Regions from separate parts of the Hordeum vulgare genome. Here region 1 is linked to region 2. Evidence: chromatin contacts called from public Hi-C data. All regions are on one chromosome and are shown on one strand. The core of a region is the stretch at or near the end of the contact, and the rest is flanking DNA. Distances in the headings are between cores, read along the strand shown. Region 1 holds the start of LOC123410889 (tyrosine-protein kinase JAK2-like). Region 2 holds the start of LOC123407273 (protein transport protein SEC16A homolog).

What was found. Hi-C and Micro-C count contacts between places; a contact is called where the count stands out from the background.
Region 1: a Hi-C map of seedling shows a contact between it and region 2, with 3 times the contacts expected there. The contact joins the promoter of LOC123410889 here to the promoter of LOC123407273 in region 2. A contact is called at or near these places in 2 of 6 Hi-C or Micro-C datasets (leaf and seedling).

Annotation. Positions count from the first base shown.
Region 1 is chr7H:3,740,864-3,744,004 of MorexV3_pseudomolecules_assembly, forward strand. It overlaps LOC123410889 (tyrosine-protein kinase JAK2-like), which reads right to left and starts at 1,664. Exons shown (of 14, transcript XM_045103816.1): 1 at 1,209-1,664; 2 at 1,052-1,130; 3 at 630-964; 4 at 124-382; 5 at 1-22. The coding sequence starts at 1,214.
Region 2 is chr7H:3,495,479-3,498,762 of MorexV3_pseudomolecules_assembly, forward strand. LOC123407273 (protein transport protein SEC16A homolog) reads right to left here and starts at 1,902. Exons shown (of 13, transcript XM_045100376.1): 1 at 1-1,902. The coding sequence starts at 1,701.

The DNA of each region.
Region 1 (3,141 bases), core at 414-2,913, 250 kb after region 2:
CAAGCAAGTGCGCATGGTTCATCTATAGAAGTAAACAAAATATGTATTACCAGGATGTAAAGTTTAGGGATCATTAAATTTTGTGCATTCAAAAATGATAGTGTAAGTAGAGCATAATCATACTAGAAAGATGCTTGTCAAGGCTTCCTCCCTCCAAGTATTCGGAGCATAAATATCTTTCTTCTACTCGAGCAGAAACATGCTTTCCATTGTGCTCAACAAGCACCTGTTTTGTGTGATGGCAGTAACCAACCAACGGTATGATATTTTGATGTCGGACCCTCATAAGATTATTAAACTCGTTTTTGAATTCCTCATCGTCCAGCCCCGGCATGAGGTGAAGCTTCTTCACAGCAATGTACTGCCCATTGTCCAGCACTCCCTGTTAAAACATAAGTATGTATTAAATCACCATTGCTAAGTGTTCAGGAGCTGTTGCGACCTTTTATAAACTTCTCTATGCGTGGTGCAGAACATATGGGATGGGTGGCTTTGTTGACAACTTTAATCACAAAGATGGATTGCAGAAATTGGATCTTACCCCGTTGTCCTGCACTCCATGTTATCAGCTCCATAGTAGTAATGAAATTGCGAGCGATTATACACTCCCGGGATAAAGCATATAGTACCTTGTAGACTATTCCATGCCGACCACGGACAATGATGCGCGCCTCGGAGAAATTGTCTGTGATGCTGTTCAAGAACCCGACTGTAAACTCGTACCGAGGACGAGGGGGCGGATAGTAGGGAAAGGGATAGTACACCGGCGGGACCGGTACGGGCTTCTTCTTGTCGGCGCCGTCCTTCTTGTCGCCGTCCTTCTTCTCCTCTTTGGCCGGCCCGACGGAGACGATCTGAGCGTTGGCAAACAACCTTCGCAGCTTGGCCACGACGTCGACGGGGTCGACGACGCCGACGACCGTGATCGTCCCGCACCGCAAGTCCGCGGCAATCGCGTCGATACCTTTACGTGAAACGAATTCAGGAACAAGACTGGAGAGGAGAGAAAAACCTGGATCAGGGAAGAGTAGTAGAGGCAGAGAGGCAGTACCATGTAGAGTGGAGACTGCTTTGAGCGCCTTCCGCTGCTGGCTCCTGTCCTCCAGCGCCACCTTCATCACCATCCTTCGCTGCGATCCCCATAGAAAGAACAAACAAATTAACCCATGGAGCAACCAACAACAGCAAGATTTCGCAGCTAATCTCACCATCATGGCGGCCGGCAATCAACCAACCACAACAATAGTCCACGCGGGACTGCGGGAGAGAGAGGGGAAAGTACGTGGAAGGCAAAATACAAGTCGGCCAAAAATCAAAATGGTGCTCAAGTGGGCAGAGTACTGCTGCAACTAGTCAATTATTGAGGACGAAAATATCTTGCCATCCGCAGCAAGGAGGACCAGTATGATTAGCTCTCACCAACCACGCCCCCCACACTATGATTAGCTCTTCACGAACGGACTTGCAGATTAGAATTAAGTATTGCACCTAACAGGCTCTCCAATACGACCGATCGTAGTAAAAGACATCGTTAAATTGTCTGGTTGTTTTCTTAGAGCATCTTCAAAAATCACCAACTCCAACAGATCATGTAAAATAGGCGATGCAAAATACATCACCGTTGTTTTCTTAGAAACAGAAGCGCTTAGATCCACGCCCAAAAAATTTATATAGCTTTTTTTTTAGAATTCTGGTCGGGAAGTGAAATTCTCCCCATTTTTAGATCCCATCTCACGCGTTTCCCCCTCCCCTCCGCTGCGCCCCGCGCGGGCGGCCGAGGGGCTCCAACCCTAGCCGCCGGTCTCTCCCCATCCCACCCCTCCCCTTCGCCGCCGCTGGAGGAAACCGCCGGGCTAAGCCCGGGCGGATGATGGCGGTGGCGGAGGAGCCTCTCCTTCTCGCGCGCGTGGGTGGCGCGGGGCATCCAGGCGCGCGGATGTGTGTCCCGAGATCTGAGACTCTGTGCGGCGGTGGATCGCTCCCGGCGGCGAATGCAACTGCTGCATCTGGCCACGATGTCTCCTCGGATCAGCGACGTCATGGAGGGACTTGGTTGGTTGGTCAGCTGCAGGCGTAGTTGGCCCTTTCGTCAGATCTGATCTGGCCTGAGTGGCTAGCTTGCTCTGCGGTGGCGGAGATCGGTGGTCGCCTGTGCGCACGATGTGAGACGGATATTCGTCGAGCGGATCCGGGAGAAATCCTTGTTCTTGGCTTGTTGCTAAGTCAGGCGATGGCGGCACTCTTCAATGTCGTCACCTTCTTGGGGGCATCGCCGTGGAGAAGCTCAAGACCTCTATCCGCTACCTTCGGGGGAAACCCTACATTAGTAGATCGGATGACGGCGGCGCGCAGGTGTCGTTTTCCTCTTGGGGACGTCATTTTTGGAGGTGTACACATGCTTGAGGGACCAGTGGGCGGCTTTTTTGGTGGAGCGGTGCTTCATCTTACTCATTGATGGCGGTGGATCTCGGCAGCGTGGCGCAGCGGAGACTCGGTGTCTGATGCGTGGAGATGGACTCGTGCAGGAGGTGGAAGCTCTTTTGCGTCATGGTGACGTCGATGGCAGAGAGGTCTAGCAAGTCGGTGTGTTAGTTTCTTCTCTGAAGACGGATTGGTGAAAGATGGCGGCGACGACACATGAGAGTGCGTCGGACCGGTTTGTACCCTAAACCCAGTATGTGGCTCGGTTGGGGCCTCCGGCTTTAGATGTTAGGTTTTGGTGCGATGTCTGATTGGTATTAGGTTCGGACTATCGGCATCCCTTGATCAAGTGATTAGGAGTAGCGATAGTTGTTGCTAAGATGGTGGCTTTGGACAAACTGATGTACTAATTGTAAAGTCTTTGTGAATAATTAATAAAATGGCTGCATGCATCTTCCAGATGCAGAGGCCGGGGGTAATCCTCCTTTTCTAAAAAAAAGTTAGGTTTTTTAAGGACGCCGGCGAGCGTCGGCTCCAGCGATCGCAGTATATTTAGAGCGTGTGCGGCGCTTCAGCAGCTGCTGTAAATTTAGCGCGCGTGCGGCGCTCCAACACCCAAAACACGCATATGAAAACATAGATTAATAATATAGATAATATATTTTACATATAGATAATAAAACATAGATAATATAGATAATATTACATATAGATAAAACT
Region 2 (3,284 bases), core at 652-3,151:
AGCAGCACTCTGATAGCTGGTGGGTTGGAAACCCTTGTTACTAACCTGGTGGCCCTCACCACTGCCACTGTATTGACTTGTAGAAGGCACGAATGTGTTGATATTATTCTGATAATTCGTAGTAGAGGTTTCCAAGGAAGGCATGAATGTGTTGATAGCAGTTCCATAATTTGTAGAGGGCTTCAAAGGCTCAGTATAGGCCGGTTGACTAATCTGATTCTCAGTATAAGGCTGCATGCTGTTGGCTAGCAAACCATGCTGCCATTGGTTCTGCTGATTAAAACTACTTGCCTGAGTGTTCCCAGTATGAACTACACCGTGACCTTCCCCAGCAAATGCATCTAATGCTGACGCCGGAGTTGCAGCTTGCACGACACTTTGCTGATATGACTCGAGGGTGAACCACTGCTGAGTGTTGGAATCATAGTAATGTTCAGGGTACTCAGCGTAGAAGAGCATGTTTGGTGGGTACTCCGCTGCCGCTGCGCTGCTCTGATCCTGGCCCCAGGTCGCGGCAGCGGCGCTGGCCTCTTCCGTGATGGTCTCCAACCCTGCCTGTGAAGAGTTCTGCAGGTACGAAACACCAAGGTGCTGCTGCTGCTGAACATTTTCGCCGCCAACGGCTGCTGCAGCACCGGCATTATTATCAGCAAAGCCTTGAGCACCGATAGTGTCCACTTGATACCACTGCCCTGTTGCCACGTCCCACTTCCAGCCAGGGTAGGGATCGGAGGGGTCCACAGCCCCGCCGGTCCAGTCCGACTGCGCAACGGTGTTCTGAAGATCCGCAGACTCCACGGCTCCAGCACCCATGTACGAGTGCGAACTTGCATTGCCGTCCACTCCATTGAAGAAGCTATGATCATCCGCCGCAACGCTACCAGCAGTCCCCACAGCCGAGCCCTGCACCCCGAAAAAGGTGTCTTCACCAACACGGCCATCCGCCAGGAATTCCCCGGAACCAGCCCCCCAGCCCAGCTGCGAGCTGGCATTGCTGCTGGCCACTCCATTGTAGAAGCTGTGATCCACTGCTCCGACGGTGGTGGCACCGAAACCTGAAACCTGGGCTCCCACGGCAGCTCCGAGAAACGGGTCGCCAGCTCCGAGAAACGGGTCGCCAGCGGTGTCGGCCAGGAGGTCGCTGAAGGGATCTGGCTCGGTTCCGCTGCTGATGTCGGCGCCGAAGAGGCTCCACTGCACCTGCTTGACGGTCGTGCGGACGCCCTTGGAGGACCCCGAGCCCGACCCTGACCCTGGCGACCTGCCCTCGGGGTCGGGCGCGGCCACCGCCTTGACCTCGGGTAACCCGGCCGGAACCTCGTCGTTAGGGGCCTCCTCCTTGACCTCGGGCAGCGCGGCCGGAACCTCAGCGTCAGGGGCCGCGGCCTCGACCTCGGGCAGCGAGGGCAGGACCTCAGCGTCAGGGGTCGCGGTCAGAGCATCAGCTTGAGGGGGCGCCACCGGGGCTTCAGCCTCTGCCTGCGGCTCGGGAGAGGCTGCCGCGGGCTGGGGCTCGGGCTCAGGGGCCCCACCCGTGCCGTCGTCGGCGTCGTCGAGGGTGAGGGCCGCGAGGTCGGCGGCCGCGGCGGCATCTTCGGCGGCAGCGTGGGATTTTGCGGCGGGGGGAGGTCGGGAGGCGTCGTCGTCGTCGTCGTCGACGAGCTTGTCGAAGAAGTCGGCGTCGTCGGAGTCGGACCCCATCCGCCGCCGATCCCTCCTGGGAGAGAGAGAGGGAGAGGGAGCGAGGGGCGAGCGAGCTAGGGTTTGGATCCCGGCCCGGCGCGGTGGATCGAGGAGGAGGAGGAGGAGGAGGGGATCGGGGTCGGCGGTGGGGCGGCGAGGAAGTGGATTTTGGATCTCGGCTCAGACTTTGGTTGTGTGGAGTTGGATTTGGATCGTGGAGGAGACGGGACGGGACGGGAGGGGGGAGACGGGCGCGGACGCGTCACGCGCGCTTGCGTGGCGTGCGACGCAGCCGCATCAGCCGCCGACGCGGCCTGCCGCGTCACCTCGCCTCCCTTCTGTTCTGCCTCTGGTTCCCACTGCCCCCATTTTCTGCCAACAACAACCAACAACCTTGTTTATCAATTCATCCTTTTCTCTTCTTTTTTCATGTTATGAGATAGCTTGTTTATCAATCCATCCTTTTCTTTTAATTTTTTTCATGTCATGAGATGATGATAGGTGTCATTTTTCCGTCATTCTCTTCTTTTGCTTTTCGTCTATCCGCCTGGAGCACCGGCTTGCATGCACGAAAGAGCATTTTTTGAGATCCCGTGACCCCTGATGCGACGGAAAACCGGATATAATGCTTCCTAGACCGACACCGACATGGCACGTATACACGTTGGTTATTGAGTGGACGGAGGAAAGAGACGAGCGCTGGCTAGCGATGACATGGCAGATCCGCACTAGCCATGAATGTATAGATCAAAGTAAATTTATCTTTTATTGTGTGATTAGAATATAAAAAATATGCATTTTAATATTATTTTTGTTCTATCGGTAAGCGTGCGCACGGCCATTTATACAAAAAATAGAAATATTATGCGGCTTAAAATGCTAACTCGCAAACACTCTACCGTCCAACCTTTTTTCCCCGAAAACAATCAACCCTTGATGTGTCAAAACCAATATAATCCTTTCTATAACAGCGATGGTATTCATTGAAATTTATTGATTGTATAAATATGGAATATCTAGTTAAAGACTTTATTGACGGGTGTCGTAATATCATGATTGCATTCAGAGAGTGCCAAGAAGCCCTATGTCCTACTTCATTTTTCATGTGCTCTTCCGCCAGTACTACGGACAATGAGACTCGCGCCCCTCGATCCAATCATCCAAGAGCTAGAGCACCGGTTTGCATGCGCGAAAGAGCATTTTTTGAGATCGCGTGACCCCTGATGCGACGAAAAAACGGATATAATGCTTCCTAAACCGACACCGACATGACATGTATACACATTTGTTATTTAGTGGATGGAGGAAAGAGATGAGCGCTGGCTAGCGATGACATGGTAGATACACACTAGCCAAGACGTTACTGAGTATCATGCACACCTCGGTTAATGACGATCTAGCCCAATGGGTCAGGAAAGTCTAGGAAGACAGGAGTTGGATGACATAGTCAATTGTCTGTTAGAGTAAGTCAAAAGTAGCACATGAAACGAAACGTATACATCAAAGTAAAATTATCTTTTATTGTCAATTATAATATAAAAAATATGCACCTTAATATTATTTTTATTCTATGTGTAAGCGCGCGCACGGCCATTTATACA